2 separate regions of the Pan troglodytes genome follow, and region 2 is linked to region 1. The links are chromatin contacts, called in public Hi-C maps. All regions are on one chromosome and are shown on one strand. Each heading gives the region's core, a stretch centred on a gene start, on an enhancer-like site or on the middle of the called end of the contact. The rest is flanking DNA. Distances are from core to core; before and after follow the strand shown.

Region 1 (5,440 bases), core at 536-3,035:
TGCTGTTTCATTGTATCAGTACAGACACTTATGACTCTACTTCTGCATTGTACCACAAAATACAAAGTCATCCTTCCATTCAGAGTTTTAGCATATGAACAAACATAGAGGTCAGAGTTCATACACATGCTCTGTAAAACCGACCATGACTTATATACTACTTTCAATAAGTCTGTTGTCATTTTTGAATTTTAAATAATTTTTTCTCCATGTATACTCATCACATACTTAGAATGCTGAATTTCACAAATTATTATTGACACTATTAAAGTACTAACCGTAAAAGAAAAACACAAATAGCAATGATATATTCAATAATGGTATGTGAATCTTAAAAATAATCATTTTCTGTATTACTTTTTGTTTAATTCATGTGGGGAAGACAATCTGGCATTCTTGTTGATCTTGGTATGAGAAACTGTACTAATACTTGCATAATTTTGAGTCAAATTACTAGAGCACTGTGAATATCTTACATAAATAAACGTAGTACAAATGTATCTAAATTCTGCAGGACTTAAGAGCAACGGGAGGCAACTTTTTTGAAAATCTGTTAAGTCGTGATAAATCTCAATAAGGAGATGAAACAATGTATTAATCTGGTGAAATTTCACATTTTTAATAGGTCTGCTTTTCAAAAGTAAGAATCAAGTTAACTATGAGGGACATTATAATGAAGTTTCGTGGCACAACACGAGTCACAGAGGCACTGTCTTAGGACAGTCTCTCTGATCTGTAACTTGTAAACAATATTTTGAAATAAGCTACTCATACATTCCATTATTTGTTTCCTAACTAACAATATTTACATGTCTTTAATACACCAAACACCTTGCCTTTGCCCACTCAAAAGATTGAGATGTCAATAAAGATGAGGCCTAGGAATCTGGGGGATAAGTGGAAAAGAGATAATTATCTTATTTGGAATTAACTTGCTAACTCAGGTGAAAATTCCCTTACCCCTGCCACCAAATACGACAGTATTCTATTATGTCTCCCTTTGACTCCTAACACCCAACTAAGAAGGACTAACTCTGAATGTCCTTCCTTTTTAATCAATACCTAAGGACTCACTGCTCCTTCCCTAAGAAAAGAACAGTGAAGGCCTGACAGGCAATAACCCCGAATACCCTCAAAAGTGTGGGCCTTCGAGCAGCACTGCTCTTGGGATCCAGTTACCACCTTTCCCCTTCCCCCAACCCACTTCCCGGGTTTTCTCAGGCTCGGCCTGCTCCCTCCCCACCCCACAGCCACATTTCCAGCTGCGGCCACCGCCTCGGGTTCTCTTGTGAGCTTCCACCCCTCCGAGGAGTTGCCCCCTGTCCATCACCTCCCCAAACCATGTTCCACCCCAGACCACCCGCCCGCGAGACCGTCCATCCTAGCGCTCTGGGAGGGGAGGGGAAGGCGGCGGAAGGAGGAGGGGAACACTGGTGCTTCCTCACAGGCAGAAGGGCGGCCGCAAGGAGGACCACCCAGGGACTACCGGGGATATCGGGGTCGCAGCTGGGAGGACCCTCCCGCCCCAGGCAGAGGTAGGGGATATCCGGGAGTTCATTTCTGACCTCCTCGCTCTTCAGCACCTCCTTGAACTCCCGCTTGATTCGCTGCACCGCGATGTTGGCCATGTCTCCGCCCGCAGCTGATTCGTACCCGCCTCCTCCGCCACCGCTACGACCACCGCCACCGCCGCCACCTCTTCCTCCACCGCCTCCTCCCTCGGCGATTCAGACCTGAGCACACGAACACTGCCACTACCACCCTGGCCGCCGCGCTCCCTTCAGTGTGGAATCACCTCCGCGCCCGGCCACCAAAATGGCGCCGGGTCGGCGCATGCGCACGACGTTGACCCGGCCGGGCGGCGCAGCCGCTCCCGTTGTAGCCCCCCGTACGCCCGAGCCACGAGCTCGCGTCTCGGCTGGGGCTGCGGCCGCGTGGCTCCGCCCTGCCGGCGTCTGGGGCCGCGAGGGTGCGGCTTCCAAGCTGGCCGGCCCTAGCCGGCCCCCCCGGTCCTTCCCGGCGCCTCCGCTCCTGTTTAAACCCGGGTGCTGTGGTCTGGGCTTCCAGCGCTGGCCTCTGACCGAAGGTTCGGGCGCAACCGAACGGGTTTCCGACGCCGCACTCGGCTGGAACGCCGCCCTGACTCAGCTAGACCCGGAACCCGGAGGCTGAACGCCGTGTCTAGCGCAGGAAAACGCTCTCCCGGATCTCGGTCCGGCCCATTTTCAGTTGGTGTAGCCCCAGAAAATCTACTGCAGTCGTTTTTGTTCTGCAACATTTATAGTACCACGATTATTCCCATCATCTCAGGTAGCACAGATTATTGAATTAAGGCTGGTTATTGTTGGATCAGATTGGGTTTGAGACAGGTACTCGGTGGAGAGGCCTGAGGGTGGGTTTAGAAGCCAGATGTTGATCTTTGACCTATTTAATACCGAGCTTGACACACACACACAATCTCTCTCTCTCTCTCTCTCTCTCACACACACACACACACACACTTACTCCTATGCCCATCCCTAGAGTGTTGGGTGGGCCTAAGACTGCGTTTCTAACAAGTCTCCCAGTTGCTGCTGCTGTTGGTGCTGGTTCCGGGACCACATTATGAGAACCACTGAACTGAAGCATGTGAAAATTCACATATATTAAAGTGAAAATTGGAGAAATGGAAACAATTACAGTACCCTTCAGGGGACTCGGGGTTGGGGAGGGGGAGCCTTATTTCTGTAAACCTAGGCCTCAAAGGTGCCTGGTGATAGTAGGCACTCAATAAATATTGAATGAGTAAATGAGTACAGATAAGACTAAAACGTTTTTGCTGGCGCGGCGGATCGCTTGAGGTCAGGAGTCCGAGACCAGCCTGGCCAACATGGTGAAACCCCATCTCTACTAAAAATACAAAAATCAGCCAGGTGTGGTGGCAGGCACCTGTAATCCCAGCTATTCTGGAGGCTGAGGCAGGAAAATCGCTTGAACCTGGGGGTGGGAGGTTGCAGTGAGCGAGATCGCGCCACTGCACTCCAGCCTGGGCCACAGTGCAAGATTCTGTCTCAAACAAAACAAAACAAAACAAAACAAAAAGTATAAAATATTTTAAGTGGAAAGTAAGTTTGAAAGTGGTTTCTGGGCCACGTGCGGTGGCTCACGCCTGTAATCCCAGCACTTTGGGAGGCCGAGGCGGGCGGATCACGAGGTCAGGAGATCAAGACCATCCTGGCTAACACGGTGAAACCCCGTCTCTACTAAAAAAATATAAAAAAATTAGCTGGACGTGGTGGCGGGCGCCTGTAGTCCCAGCTACTCGGGAGGCTGAGGCAGGAGAATGGCGTGAACCCGGGAGGCGGAGCTTGCAGCGAGCGAGATTGCGCCACTGCACTCCAGTCTGGGCAACGGAGCGAGACTCCGTCTCAAAAAAAAAAACAACAAACAAACAAACAAAAGAAAGTGGTTTCTGGTCGGGCGCGGTGGCTCACGCCTGTAATCCCAGCACTTTGGAAGGCCGAGGGGGAGCAGATCACTTGAGCCCAGGAGTTTGAGACCAACCTGGGCCCTATGGTGAAATCCTGTCTCTAAAGATAATAATTTTTAAAAAAGAAAGTGGTTTCTAAGGTGCATAGTAATAATGGTTTGGTACTGAGAAGCATTTTGAATAGAACATTTTGGAATAAGTAATAAGGGTGTCATTTCAGAAGTTTATACTTCATGCACTTCCTTCACCTGGCCAATCAGTAAAATATCTATTATAAAAATATCACAAATACATGGTCTTACCAAAAGTAATTAAAATTGTGGTGGCAAACATGGAAATAGCCAATGGAGGCGAATCAGTGGGGGCACAAGGCAAAAGAGAATTTCTTAAACTCCCGCCCCAGGAACCAAGAGGAGATTTTAAAATTCCAGTTCTCTCCCATGGCAGTTCTCTTGCCAGCTTTTATTTCCTCATCTACGAAACGAGAAAACTGGATTAGATTATCTCTTTCAAGTTTTAAGAGTTCAGAATTCGAAAATATCATCTCAAAACATTTCCCCTAAGTGGGCTGACATAAATTATATAAACCCTTCTAGCAGAGCCCCCTAGTGGTCCTAAGAGGACTCAACCATATACGTAGGTCATGGTACAAGGAATTATTGGTATAATGTAAATCACGCAATGCTATATGTATTTGTGCCAGTAGACTTAAAAAAATTATTTTGAAGAGTGCAAAAACTTTGTGAGCACTTTACATTATCACTGTCCAATCCTAATCTTGGAATGTGAAGAAACTTGGAATACTCAAAGGGGGACCAGTTAGAAGGGTACAGGCCGGGCGCCCTGATTTATGTCTGTAATCCCAGCACTTTGGGAGACCGAGGCGGGCGGATCGCTTGAGCTCAGGAATTCGAGACCAGCCTGGGCAACATGGTGAGACCCCCGACTCTACTAAAATACAAAAACTTAGCTGGGTGTGGTGGCGTGCGCTGTAGTCCCAACTACTTGGGAGGTTGAGGCAGGAGAATCGCTTGAACCCAGGAGGCGGAGTGAGCGGAGATCACACCACTGCACTCCAGCCTGGGTGACAGAGGGTGACTCTGTCTCAAGAGAAAAACCACAAAAAGACAATTCCCCCTCTCCAAAAAAAGGTCTGGTAATTTTTTTTTTTTTTTTTTTTGTCTTTTTTTCCCCCCTTTCTGTGGAGAACGGGGTCTCGCTATACTGCCCAGGCGGGTCTCGTTATACTGCCCAGGCAGGTCTCAAACTCCTGGGCTCAAGGTATCCTCGCGCCTCTGCCTCCCTGAGAGCTGGGATTAAAGGTGTGAGCCACTGCACCGGGCAAGGGTCTGGTAATTTCTTCAAGGGAGAGGGTTTGGTAATCTTTAAATGCACATAATCACTGATCCTGCAATTTCACTTCTAGGAATTCATTCTATAGTCCTTCTAATGAGACACCTGCATATTAACTGATATGAAACAATCTCCAAGATATATTTTAAGTGAATAAGAAGCGCCATGCGAGGCCAGTCACGGTGGCTCACGCCTGTAATCCCAGCACTTTGGGAGGCTGAGGTGGGCCGATCACTTGAGGTCAGGAGTTGGAGACCAGCCTGGCCAACATGGTGAAACCCTGTCTCTACTAAAAATACAAAACATTAACTGGGCATAGTGGCGGGCACCTGTAATCTCAGCTACTCAGGAGACTGAGGCAGGAGAATTGCTCAAACCCAGGAGGCGAAGTTTGCAGTGACCCAAGATTGCACCACTGCACTCCAGCCTGGGCAACAGAGCCAGACTCTGTCTCAAAAAAAAAAAAAAAAAAAAAAAAAAAAGAAGCACCACGCTAAATGCAATGTGGTATCCTGAATTGGATCCTAGAACCAAAAGGGCATACCTAGTGAAATATAAATAAATTCTGTAATTTAGTTAATGGTATTATAACAATGCTAATTTCTCAGTTTTGACATA
Region 2 (5,774 bases), core at 778-3,277, 280 kb before region 1:
CTTGGGAGGGTGAGGCAGGAGAATTGCTTGAACCCAGAAGTCAGAGGTTGTAGTGAGCCAAGATCACACCACCACACTCCAGCCTGGGCGACAGAGGGAGACTCTGTCTCAAAAAAAAATTAGCCCGGTATGGTGGCACACACCTGTAGTCCCAACTACTTGGGGGCCTGAGGCACAAAAGTCGCTTGAACCTGGGAGGCAGATGCTGTAGTGAGCCGAGATCATGCCACTGCACTGCAGTCTGGGTGACAAAGTGAGACTTCATCTCAAAAAATAATAAAATAATATAAAAAATAAATAAAATAAAATATATGTACATATACAAAACTCCATTTAATAATGGGCAAGCTACTGAGGAGAATGAAAGATAAAATCATTGTTGTTTAATTAAATGTAACACACAAAGAAATATCAAATTTGGCCGGGCGCGGTGGCTCATGCCTATAATCCCAGCACTCTGGGAGGCCGAGGCGGGCGGATCACTAGCTCAGGAGATCGAGACCATCCTGGCTAACATGGTGAAACCCCGTCTCTACTAAAAATACAAAAAAAAAAAAATTAGCCGGGCGTGGTGGCGGGCGCCTGTAGTCCCAGCTACTCGGAAGACTGAGGCAGGAGAATGGCGTGAACCCGGGAGGCAGAGCTTGCAGTGAGCCGATATCACGCCACTGCACTCCAGCCTGGGCGACAGAGTAAGATTCCGTCTCAAAAGAAAAAAATAAAGAAATATCAAAAGTGACAGGGAGAGCCTAAAAAGAGAGCAGCTTTTGGTCCACTTAATAGTTTGGATGAGGACACTTTTAAATGGATTCTGCCTGGTACTGTAAATGCCCAAGAACAAAGCATTGACTTTTCGGCAGAGTTCTAGCAAATCAGCAACTGTGGAGTGTCAGATTCGCAATGACTGCTCTTGTGTAATACGTCAAAAACAAGTCAGTGAGCTGAAATGCAGTACCTTTACTATTTTTAAGTTGACGTTAAAGGATGTGGGAAAAAAATAGACCAATGGGTACCCATCAAGAATAATTTGAATAAACAATCGAATATCATTTTAAACTATGGTAGTGGTCAGTTTCAAGAGCTGAATGCAATTTCATATTATCGTATCCTTTTTTCAACTTTCTCTTCGGAAATTTTGTGTATGCTCTTGATTTTTTTTAAATAGGTAAGTGTATGTTCTTGCGTTAATTTGTTTCAATTACATACATTAAATTGCTCAAACACTGCTGCGTGCACTGTTTTTACCTGATAGTGGTTTTCCTTTGGATGACAGAAAACGTTAATGCTTGGTAGGTTTAAAACATTTTTAAAAAATGAGCTCTTCCTTATTTACAAGAATCACCCACCCAATTAATAAATGCTTATTTCTGGGTTCCACTCTCAGAGATTTTTATGTTTATGTATATTTTTTATATTTTTTAATGTTTTATTTTATATGTTATATTTTTATATGTTTTATGTTCATATATATTTTTACGTTAAAAAAACATATATTTTTATGTTTTTTAATCTTTGGAGTTGGAAACCTACGTTTTCAGCCAGTACCCAAAGTGACTGTGAGGCCTGGTGGCCCAAAGACCATACCTTGAGAACGACTCGACCCAGTGCTATTTTCATGTTTTGCAGCTTTCAAAATATTAACTTCAGAAATCTAAGGAGGGTGGGCAACTCGGGTGGCTGTCAGAAGACCCGTGAGCCGCTCACGCTGCGCCCCATTGCACAACTTTCCTTGACTTTGCAGATCTCTTCCTGAGGAGGAAATCAGTTCATTTTCACCGAGCAATTAACTACCTCCCAACCAGTTCCCTCTATGTCCCTCAGGATGACCCCCAAAAGTCACCAGCTCATCGCCGCTGCGAAAGATAAAGCGCTGTTTGCCCTGCGTGCCCTCGCAAGGCCGCGGGAACCTGGGCTCGCTTCCCGCCTCCCGGGCTCCTCCTCCTCTCGCCCTCTCCGGTCGGGTCCTCCGGGAGGCGCCCCGCGCGGCAGGTATTGGCGCCAACCGGGTGGCGGCGCTGTCCGCCCTGCGCGCGGCCGCCTCGGGCCCGAGGGAGGCGGATGCACGGCCGGCGGAGGAAGGGGAGGGAGCGAGGAGCGCGCGCTGCTCTCGCGTGCTCTCGCGCCGCTCGCGTGACCGGCCGGTGTGTGCGCGAGGCGCCGGCTCCCGGGGCACGGACGGCCGGGCGCGCGCCTCTGCGAGGGGCGTCCGGGTCCGAGTCGGCGGTCCGGGCCGGCGTGAGGTGCGTGTGGGCGGGCCGCGGGGGTCCCGGACGGACACAAGCGCACACACTCCCGGAGGAGCCTTCGAGGCTGCTCTTCCTCGGCCAGACGGAGAGCGGCACTGTCTCCCCGCCCAGCGCTCACTCGCCCCGCGTCTCCCCCCGCGGCGGCTGCTCCTCCTCGGCACCGCCAGCCCCAGCGCCGCTCCCGGGCGGGCGGGCGGCGGCGGCGGGACCCGCGGAGCCGCTTTGTGTGCAGCCCGACTAGGGGCGGCGGCGCAACCACCTGACAGAGGCCCGGGCGCTCGATGCACCTTCCGCCCGCATGAGGAGGAGGTAAAGGCGGCGGCGGCTCGGCTCCCGCCCTAGGCTGCTGGAGGGAGGGGACGGAAGGGGAGACTGGAGGGGGGGCCGCGGGTCCGAGGCCCGGTGGGGCCGCCCGAGGGTGCCGGGAAGGCCTCGGCGGTGCCGGAGGCGCCAAGCGGCCGGGGGCCAGAGAAGCAGCTGGGGTCCCTCAGCCGAAGTTGAAGGAACAAAATGTGAAGTGCGGAGGCGCGTCAGCCGCTTCCTGGCGTGGGGCTGAGGGTGGAGGGCGGCTTGTTTTCCCCTCCCGCGGGGGTGAGGGAGCGGAACAGGGGAGGGGCGGCAGCGCGGCGGGGACTACCCCGGGTCCGAGGCTTGGCTGGGCAAGGGCGTTTTGTTCCCGGGAGCCGCCGCTGCGCGTGGGTCCGCTGGGTCCCTAGTTTTGCGGCCTAAGCCGAGCCCTATAGGCCTCGGGTCTGGTTTCCCGGAGGGGACTGGCCGGGCGGGACTGGGTAATTCCCCACCGCCGAGCGGGGGCCTTGGGGTCCTTGCCGGCCTCCCGGGGCCGCCAAACTTCGGACCCTGGTGCTCGGGGGTGGATTTCATTGTGAAAGGCGGAATGGGAAACTCCTGGCGCTGTTCGGCGCCTCCCGCGGCCACGGCGGCTGGTGCGGAGGAGCCCCGTGAGCCTGGGGCTGGCAGGGCCGGGTTGGCGGGGCCGGCGGGGTTCGATCCCTGGGAAAGAGCGGGTGGCGAGGCCGCTGCCGGGTCCCCGGCCTCTGGGGAGACAGGGCCTTTTCCAGATTAGAGAGATTTGAAATGAAAAAAGAGGTTACAAAGTCGCCCCTTTCCCGCTGAACTTTGGTTTTCTGACCGATAGAGGCCGGTAGAGGACTGTGAACCAAAAGTTGTCCCCCAGGATGGACTTCACCGCGCAGCCCAAGCCTGCCACTGCCCTCTGTGGCGTCGTGAGTAGCGACGGGAAGATCGCTTACCCTCCGGGGGTAAAAGAGATCACCGACAAGATCACCACGGACGAGATGATCAAACGCCTGAAGGTAAGTGTCTGGACGGATTTTGATGTCTTTGGTAGAAGGCGCTTTCTCCTGTGATACTGCTACCCTGCTCAGTCTGGCCTTTAGAGTTCCAAGTTTTTTAGATCTCTTACCCCCTCTGAAAGGTACTGTTGTATCTCAGATAACATCTTTGAGTTTTGTAGGGATATAACCATTGTGGGAAATTTAAAAGGAGTGTGATTTTTCAAAAACTTAATGGTTTTCAAGCATAAGAATTTGTGTTTTTAGAGTTTTTTCTGGAGGTATTTGATGAGAATACTGTTCAGAGTGGCTTGCAAACTTAGGTGTAGGCAGTAATTTGCCTAAGAAGTTTCCTATTTTCAGCTTCTGAAGGGGATTGATTAAAGCGCAAAGTCCTTTTTAAAAATTTGCATAATTTTCTATATCCAGAAGCTTAAATATGTATATATGGTGGTTAAACTTTGACAGAAGGTACAGACTTTTCATAATTCAGGCTTAAAGTAAGATGATTTAAGTCTATACGTTCAAAGGAGTTTAAGAGTATTATGGCCCTTTTTATGAGGTGTCAGCTAATTTTGTTTAAGCATGGCAGTCCTAAGGTTAAGGTTTTAAATTTCAACCTCATGTTTGTTAGTTTTTTGGTTTCTGTTCCACTGACATAGATTGTGGCCAGAATCTTAACAAATAAGTGATATTCTTCTTGTAGGAACAGCTTGAAGCAGTGGTTCTGAGTCAGGGCAACTTTGACCTCCAGGAGATGTTTGGCAATGCTGGAGACATTTTGGTTGTCTCAATTGGTGCTAGATTGGAGTAGGTAGGGGAAGACCAGAGGCAGTGAGTCCGGCTAGGAAACTGTAAACAGTAGTCTAGGTGAAAGACGTTGAAATCTTCAGGTAGGGCTATGGCATTGGTAATAGTGACTAGGAAATGATTTAACAACTTTTCAGAGTTAGAATCAATCAGAATTGGTGGGAGGTGAGGGAAGCAACATTGTTGACAATGTTTCCACCTTGGGCCACTTGGCCAAATGTATTTTAGGGAATGAGCTTGGCCTCTTGCTCTTGCAGCCCAGTAAATGTACCTAATGTTGCATTTTAATGAGTACAGTATTTAAAATATTCCTGTGGTTTAGTTTTCAGACTCTAATTTGGTTCTGCAATTTGTTGCCTTTTTGGAAGGAATAAGACAACAGTTCCTTTCATTAAAACAAATCTGTGTGCGGCGGCGGGATCTCAGCTCACTGCAACCTCCACTTCCCAGGTTCAAGCTATTCTGCCTCAGCCTCCCAAGTAGCTGGGACTACCAGCGTGTGCCACTACACCCGGCTAAATTTTTTTTTTTTTTTTTTTTTGAGACGGAGTCTTGCTCTGTCACCTAGGCTGGAGTGCAGTGGCGTGATCTCGGCCCACTGCAACCTCCACCTCCCGGGTTCAAGCAATTCTGCCTCAGCCTCTCTAGTAGCTGGGATTACAGGTGCCTGCCACCACGCCCAGCTAATTTTTGTATTTTTAGTAGAGATGGGATTTCACTATGTTGGTCACTTTGGTCTCGAACTCCTGACTTCGAATGATCTGCCTGCATCGGCCTCCCAATATGCTGGGATTACAGGTGTGAGCCACTGCTCCCAGCCCCTTTCATTAAAACAAATCTTGGGCCCGGTGCGGTGGCTCCAGCCTGTAATCCCAGCACTTCGGGAGGCCGAGGCAGGCAAATCACCCGAGGTCTGGAGTTCTACTAAAAATACAAAATTAGCTGGGCGTGGTGGCGCATACCTGTAATCCTAGCTACTGGGAGGCTGAGGCAAGAGAATCGCTTGAACCCGGGAGGCAGAAGTTTTGATGAGCGGAGATCGCGCCATTGCACTCCAGCCTGGGCAACAGGAGTGAAACTTCATCTCAAAAAAGTAAAATAAAATAAATAAAGCAAATCTTGATACTAAAGATTATACATGAATTGAGCTGCTTGATTGATGCTTCTAAAAGTTACACTGTTTTGGGAGTGAGAAATTATGAAATATAAAACTGTTAAACAATTGATGGATCGTTAATATTTATTGTTTTCAAATTAAGAATATTCAAACCTTGAATTCTAATGTTGGATAATTTGGTTAAAAAATGGAAAGTTGATGTGTTAGAACACGCTCTGTTGACATGACTCATGGAACCTGTGAAGAAGCTGGTCTCATAGTACTAAGTGGTGGTATAGGAGCAGCTTG

The links. Hi-C and Micro-C count contacts between places; a contact is called where the count stands out from the background.
Region 2: a Hi-C map of stem cell-derived neural progenitor cells shows a contact between it and region 1, with 4 times the contacts expected there. The contact joins the promoter of PDS5A here to the promoter of UBE2K in region 1. A contact is called at or near these places in 1 of 7 Hi-C or Micro-C datasets (stem cell-derived neural progenitor cells) and 1 of 1 datasets of contacts at active chromatin or transcription factors (stem cell-derived excitatory neurons).

The regions. Positions count from the first base shown.
Region 1 is chr3:40,023,166-40,028,605 of NHGRI_mPanTro3-v2.0_pri, reverse strand. It overlaps UBE2K (ubiquitin conjugating enzyme E2 K), which reads right to left and starts at 1,785. Exons shown (of 7, transcript NM_001246525.1): 1 at 1,566-1,785. The coding sequence starts at 1,628.
Region 2 is chr3:40,300,837-40,306,610 of NHGRI_mPanTro3-v2.0_pri, reverse strand. It overlaps PDS5A (PDS5 cohesin associated factor A), which reads left to right and starts at 2,027. Exons shown (of 33, transcript XM_526554.8): 1 at 2,027-2,555; 2 at 3,403-3,580. The coding sequence starts at 3,443. It also overlaps the pseudogene LOC134809848.